Regions from separate parts of the Pan troglodytes genome. Here region 1 is linked to region 2. The links are chromatin contacts, called in public HiChIP or PLAC-seq maps. All regions are on one chromosome and are shown on one strand. The core of a region is the stretch at or near the end of the contact, and the rest is flanking DNA. Distances in the headings are between cores, read along the strand shown.

Region 1 (3,621 bases), core at 984-3,483, 670 kb after region 2:
GCCAGATGCAGCAGCTCATGCTTATAATCCCAGCACTTTGGGAGGCCGAGACACGTGGATCACTTGAGGTCAGGAGTTCGAGGGCTCCAAACAAGAAGAAGGAGAAGAAGAAGGGGAAGAAGGGGGGAGGAGGAGGAGGAGGAAGAGGAGGGGGGAAGAGGGGAAGGAGGAGGAGGAGAAGGAGGAGGAGGAGGAGGAAAAAATGTATATCGAAATAAGGCCACAGTGTGAAGTAGTAAGGGTTAAGATTCCAACCCATCCTTTTTAAGGAAGACACAATTCCCCATAACAACTCCTAAACCAAACACTATGCAAGAGGAACAAAAAGCACTTATTGGCTGCTTCCAGATCACTTGAGCAACCCCAGAGCTGACAGTGGTGTCACCTCCTTAAATATAAGGGGTAAGAGTGAAAAAGGATTTGTTCTCCCAGGAAAAATCAGACTAATCTACCCAAAGAAGGAGAACCAGATGCTGAGTAGGCAAAAGCAATATTAATTATAGTAAATATTTACATCAAAACAAAGGCCTCAATCTTATGCACATACCTACATCTGACCTACATATGAGTAGCCAGATACATTACTGAGTGCATATACTGTATTATTTAAATAGAATCATAGCATTCACATTTCTCTCTACTACTCCACTGGTTAAGAGAAGTTTTGCGTTTGAGCATCATTTTAATAAGATGAAATTGCATTGGGCTGCTTAGATGCCAACAATGGGGAGGGTAAACCTAACAAGAACAAGAAGACAATATTGATCGCCTGCTTCCATCAGTTACCAAAGAACAAAGCATCGATGGTTGAGGAGCAGAGGGATGGGCATGGCATCACCTTTGGCTGGTGTCTGGCCGTGGATGAAAGCAGGAAGGAGCAGCTATCAGGCAGGGATGTTGAATTTACAGCAGGGGGTCTTCCCATCCCCCTCTCATGTCACAGTCAGTGTTATGCATCAACCAAGGCACTTGTTTCCATTGAGCCTCCGCAGAGCTCAGAACCAAGCATGTGTGTGGTCTCGGTGTCTGGCACACCCAGGAGTCATGCAGCGCACCTCTTCATTCCCACACCTAGCAGCCAAGTGCCAGTTTCTTCAGGCCAGGCTCCAGGTAATCTTTACTACCCAATCAGAATTGGCTCAAGAAATTCAAGCCACTTGCCTTCTGGGCCTTAAAGCCTCCATCGGGCCTTCTAAGATTTCTTTTTTTTGGTGGGGGGAGTGGGATGGGGAGACAAGATTTTGCTTCGTTGCTCAGGCTGGAGTGCAGTGGCACGATCACAGCCAGGCACAGTGGCTCATGCCTGTAATCCCAGCACTTTAGGAGGCCAAGGTGAGAGGATCACTTGAGCCCAGGAGTTCAAGACTAACCTGGGCAACATAGTGAGATCCCTGTCTCTACAAAAAAAAAAAAAAATTTTAATGAGCCAGGCATGGTAGCATGCACCTGTACTCCTAGTGACTCAGGAGGATGAAGTGGGAGGAACCCTTCTGATATTTCTGCCCTAAGAGTGCTTCCTCTCCTGATCTCTCTTAGGCCCATCTTGTTCCTGGATGCTTATTTTATATGCATCCAAATATGCACAAGACATATATTCAGTATCACCAAATAGTAGTTTTATTGAATGTAATAAATCCTTGGCTTGGCGCACTCTTATATAGATTAGAAACAGTATTCTTTATGTCAATGAATGTCACCACTTCTGTCAAGTACTTCTAGTTTCTACAGGCTCAAGAATACCTTTTCTTGACAATGGTTCAGGATATAGGCTGGTATTCTGCCAGCCTTCTCACTGTTAGTTCATTTCTTTAATAGCATCTTGGTGAGAGTCTTTTCAGAACCCAGGGACTCCAGCCTCCACCCCTTCTATTAACTAAAAATCCCTGAATAACCCTCCATATGGTGCTGGCATGGCATTTGATAAATACCTTGCTGATTATTTATCTGACTTTACATTTATTTTGACAGATTGAGCACGTTAGTCTGTATTGAAACTAAGCTCTTGTTGTAAATATCTTCCTACGGCTCTCTGGCGCTGTGTTGAGTGATCTACTGAACTTCTGCCACAGCAAACTTGGGGGAAATGAGGAAAAGGAAGGCACACTCTGAAACAAAAGCAGACAAAAGCAATTCTGAAAAGCAAGAAAAGGGACAGAACTCCATTGGAGGTCCTGGTGAATATATTTGTACCTTCTGTCAGCACGTCTCGTGACTGTAAACTGCTGTAACTACCAGGATCAATAAAGGGCAAGGCCTTGAGATAGTAATTATGCTAATTGGTAGTGACTAGAAAACACGCAGGCTGCAGGATAAGCAGACAGTGTCTTGGGAGAAACAGACACATTTGTTAAGAAGGGCAAGGTCTGGTAGGCTTCGTGAGACTTTTCCTATAATCAGTTTTCTAAGAAACACCACATGCATCAGCCAACATAGTTTGAGTTCTTCCCTCAGTAGAAGATTGTACCAGGCACTGCAGAGGAATATCCAAGAAAGAAAGACTCAACACCTGCCTTCTGGAAGCTTACAGCTTAGCTCATTCTCCAGGCATGCCCAAGCACGTGCACACATGCGCACACACAAATTGAAAGACATTTTTACTGTATAAAAAATTGTCAAGAACTGAGAATCTGCCAGACATGGTGACTCATACCTATAATCCCAACTACTTAGGGATGCTGGGATGGGAGGATCACTTGAGGCCAGGAGTTCAAGACCAGGCTGGCCAATGTAGTAAGACTGTCTGTTAAAAAAAATAATTAATTTTATATTAGCTGGGCTTGGTGATGCACACCTGTAGTCCCAGCTACCAGGGAGGCAGAGGCAGGAGGATCACTTGAACGCGGGAGTTGAAGGCTGCAGTGAGCTCTGATTGTACCACTGCACTGCAGCCTGGGCAACAGAGTAAGACTCTATGTTAAAAGATTTTAAAAAGAGAGAACTAAGAACGTAAATACCAGAATGCTATCAAAATGAGAAGGGACCAAAGTCAAGTGGTTTGTAGGTACCATGTTTGAGATGGGGCTTTGACTAGAGACTGGATGAAGGCATCTCAAGGCAAGAGATTTTTGTTCTTGGTAAAGAAAGTTAAGAATCTCTGACACAGAAGCTTCCCAGTTGTCATTATATTACAGTTGTGAAAAACACCTTATTAGATGTGGAAGTTTAAAAGCTATCATTTACCATGTCCATGAATGTAACATGGATACTGCAATGAACTGAAAGTTTGTGTCCCCACAAAGTCCGTATGTTGAAATCCTAACTCTCAATGCAATGGTGTTGGGAGATGGGGCCTTTGGAAGATGATTAGGTCCTGAGGGTGAAACTCCCACAAATGGGATTAGTGCCCTTATAAAAGGAACTTCAGAGAGTTCTCCAGTCTCTTTCTACAATGTGAAGCAACAATAAGAAGACAGAAGTCTGCAACCCAGGAGAGGGTCCTCACCAGAACCCACCCATGCTACCACCCAGATCTTAGACTTCCAGCCTCCCGAACAGGGAGAAATAAACTTCTGTTGTTCATAAACCACCCAGTCTATGGTACTTTATTATAGCAGCTCAAACTGGCTAAGACAGACACTATCTTGGAACTGGTAATCAAATTAGTTAATCAGAGTGTGTGGA
Region 2 (3,325 bases), core at 521-3,020:
CCCCTGCAACTGTAGGGAACGTTTTGGGTGCGCCTATGTCGGGTATTTTCCTGGGCAAAAGGACAGAAGCTGTCATCTGATTCTTAAAGGGGTTCGTGTCCCAAGTGGGGGTTAAGCCCTCTTGGTTTAGGGTAAGAAGGCCCACCTAACCACCCACCCAAATGCCAAACACACAGCAGGTCGAGAAACGACTCTGAAATCACTCCTTGTCCACTTCCCAAGGTCGGGCGAGAGACTGGCACGCCCCACGGGCAATCTTCAGAAAAAAAGGTCAGATCTGGTCCTTAAACAGCTCAGGTGCGAAGCTGAATCGCCCTTCTGCGGAAAGAGAGGAGACAGTACCTGCCCCCGCCGTCCCTCACTTCCCTTAGTCCCAAGAAGAGGTCAGACACCGGGAAATGGGGCCCAGGCGCTTGGTCTGTTCCACCTGCCACTCGAGTCCCCAGTCCCAAGAGGCTGCTCAGACATTGGCATGATGGGGAAACTCGATTGATTTTGTTACCTCCTAGAGGGAAAATGCCGTGGGTGGAGATGTCTGAGCGTCCCTTCCAACACGAGCTGGGTGGTGCTCTATTGATTTCCACGCGATCCCCGGGCGGGAGCGAGAGGATAGGCTCGGATTCCCGGGCCCCAGGACGGAACGCCTGGCAGTGTCCCTGGGGGAAAAGCCACCCAGGGAGCCCGTGCAGTATACTAGGTGGGGGGCCCGGAGAGAAAGCATAGCGCCGACGAAGGGGAGGGGCCGGGCAGAAAGGAGGGTGGGGTACCGGGTGGGACACACTGACCTAGGAGAAAGTACAACCCACCCCAAACTTTCGCAGACCCGGGAGTTTAGGAAGGGAGAGCCAGGAAGACAGCAGCCTCTCCTGCCGCCCAACGTGCCCAGCTGCAGCGAGGAGGGCGGCGCGCACGCCGGCTGGACGCGGGCGGTCCCCACGTTGCGCCCACCCTCCGGGCCAAAACGCCGCCGCTCGGGTTACTGAGTGGCCGCCCAAGGAAGAAGCCAGATCGCCGGGCTCTGGGCTGCGTACGGGATCCGAGGAAGGGGGATTCAAACGCGGATCCGGAAGGAAGGGACACTGAACCCCGCAGCGTCCCCAGCGCCGTGGGGTGGCGGGACGTGTCCTTGGGCTGCCAGCGGGCGCGGAAGCTGGAGTCCGGCAGGGTCGGGAAGAAGTGAGCACAGAGACTTCCACGGGTAGAAGAGTCAGATTAAACAGAAATGTGAAAAGCAACCCAGGGCAGCCAGCGGAGCCCAGCAGCGTAGAAGCCACCGGCTCCCGCCGGGAGGACTACAGTGACTGACACTCGCGAAGACTAGGCGCTCCCAGCGGCCGCGGGTCTGCGTGGAGGAGTCGCCTAGCGGCGCGGAGCGCGCCAGCGGCGGCGGCGGCTGCCAGAGCGCGAGATGCGGCGCGCAGCCGCCGGACCGTCCCGGCTGGGAAAACTCGCGGGCGGCACTGCGCAGCGCTGACCCGGCGCGGGTCCGAGGGGTGTGCCCCGGCCCCTCCCGCCTCCGCCCCCTCCCGCGCCAGTCGCGCGCCCCTCCCCGCGGCGGCAGCGGCGGCGGCGCATCCAGGGGCGGCGCGGAGCCGAGCGGCGCGCCTTGCTCAGCCCAGCAGCCAGTGCCTGCGAGCTCCGCGGCTGCTTGGGGAATTCACTTTGCTGCTTGTTCGCTTCTCCCTTCCTCAGGCTTCTTCTGATGGTTTTCCGTCTCCGGCCCGAGCCTTTCCTTTAAAAGGAAAACTTTACTGCGATACCCTTTTCCCCTTGGAGGAGAGGATTAAAAGTTCAAGAACTGGTGCCGCCCGTGCCATTTGGGCGCTGGGAAGGTGCTCGGCGGCGGGGTTCCCGGTCCCACCATGTGCACCAACATAGTTTACGAGTGGCTCAAAGCGCTGCAGCTTCCGCAGTACGCGGAGTCCTTCGTGGATAACGGCTACGATGACCTGGAGGTGTGCAAGCAGATCGGGGACCCGGACCTGGATGCCATCGGGGTGCTGGCGCCCGCGCACCGCCGCCGTATCCTGGAGGCCGTGCGCCGGCTGCGGGAGCAGGACGCCAACGCCGCCGGCCTCTACTTCACGCTCGAGCCGCAGCCGGCGCCCCCCGGGCCGCCCGCCGACGCCGTCCCCACCGGCCGCCGGGGGGAGTCGTGCGGCGGCCCGGCCCAGGGCACCCGCGGGGACTCTCGCGGCCACACGACCGCCCCCCGCAGCAGGGAGCTGGTGAGCTACCCCAAACTGAAGCTGAAGATCATGATCAGGGATAAGCTCGTCCGTGACGGCATCCACCTGAGCAAGCCCCCGTACTCCCGCAAGGTAAGGAGGTGCCGTCCGGGCGGCCCGGGGCGCGCGGCGGGAGGGGACACGGCCCAGCTGCCTGTGCCAAGGCTTTGCAAGCCATTCCAGGTGACGACGGAGAGGCCAGGAGGCTTTGGGTATCTGGGACCCTTTTCTGTGTTCTTTCTGTATTAGCCCATTATTTCGTCCTTCCTGGTGTCTCCAGTGGTTGGTAAGACAAGCCCCCGCATCCAGGTGTTATCTCTAAACTAACGACCAAAACTCCGCATCGTCTCTGGTGCTCGCCTGTCAGGAATCGGACTCGCGCTGCTTCACCTGGTAGCCAGGGGGAATTCCTAACGCCCTCTATAATAGTTTTGGGTTTGAAGAGTACCAGAAAAAATGGTTGATACCTATATTGCTTTCTACCTTCCTTTTTCTCTTTCTTTTCCTTTTTTGAGTCTTGAGAAACTCCCAAGGGAAATCGGTGAACTCTTTAAAGAGTGGAAAGTCAGGCCCTGCCTCTCTCAACTCCATAAAAAATCCCAGCGCTGCTGCAAATTTGAGAAGCGTACCATTCACATGAGCATTTTAAGAGGAAAAGTGAAGGAAGCACGTGTCAGTCCACATGAGATGATTTCCTAAACTTGTGTATACTGGAGGCAATAAGGTGCTAAGGACATCAGAGATAATCGGGCCACAGGATGTGCTTCAGAGGTCTGGGCTGTCACCAATTTGGTTTATTATTAAGCCAGATAAGATGAAGTAGGTACAACTGTGACTTCCAGGAAGTGTGAGTGGACCTGCATTTGGGAGAGGAGGACCGAGCACAAGTGAACTAAAGGGGAATCCTCTGCACCGGGGGCCTCAGGGAAGGAACCTGGAAGTTCCGAAATGTGGAGTGGGAGCTGGGTAATTAACAGAAAACGGTACTTCACACCAGAGCTCTGCTGCTAGCTGCGAGTCTGTTCCGTTTAGGTTTCTAGTTTAGGTGGCTGTCGGAGTAGAGGGTCCTGACTTGATAGAGAAGTAGACAGCACAGG

Evidence for each region. HiChIP or PLAC-seq counts read pairs in DNA pulled down with a chosen protein or histone mark.
Region 1: an H3K4me3 HiChIP or PLAC-seq map of stem cell-derived excitatory neurons shows a contact between it and region 2, with 17 times the contacts expected there. The contact joins the enhancer-like site here to the promoter of SAMD5 in region 2. A contact is called at or near these places in 4 of 7 Hi-C or Micro-C datasets (blood, induced pluripotent stem cells and stem cell-derived neural progenitor cells), 1 of 1 datasets of contacts at active chromatin or transcription factors (stem cell-derived excitatory neurons) and 1 of 1 other capture datasets (stem cell-derived neural stem cells).

What each region holds. Positions count from the first base shown.
Region 1 is chr5:160,078,713-160,082,333 of NHGRI_mPanTro3-v2.0_pri, forward strand. No RefSeq gene overlaps it. Among named protein-coding and RNA genes, the nearest start is that of SASH1, 96 kb to the right of the region's middle. Within about 2 kb of position 2,234, at least 2 of the 24 cell types and tissues checked have an H3K27ac peak or open chromatin away from gene starts, as enhancers often do. A contact at or near this core is called in stem cell-derived excitatory neurons, where this site is marked.
Region 2 is chr5:159,411,392-159,414,716 of NHGRI_mPanTro3-v2.0_pri, forward strand. SAMD5 (sterile alpha motif domain containing 5) reads left to right here and starts at 1,771. Exons shown (of 2, transcript XM_024357462.3): 1 at 1,771-2,321. The coding sequence starts at 1,863.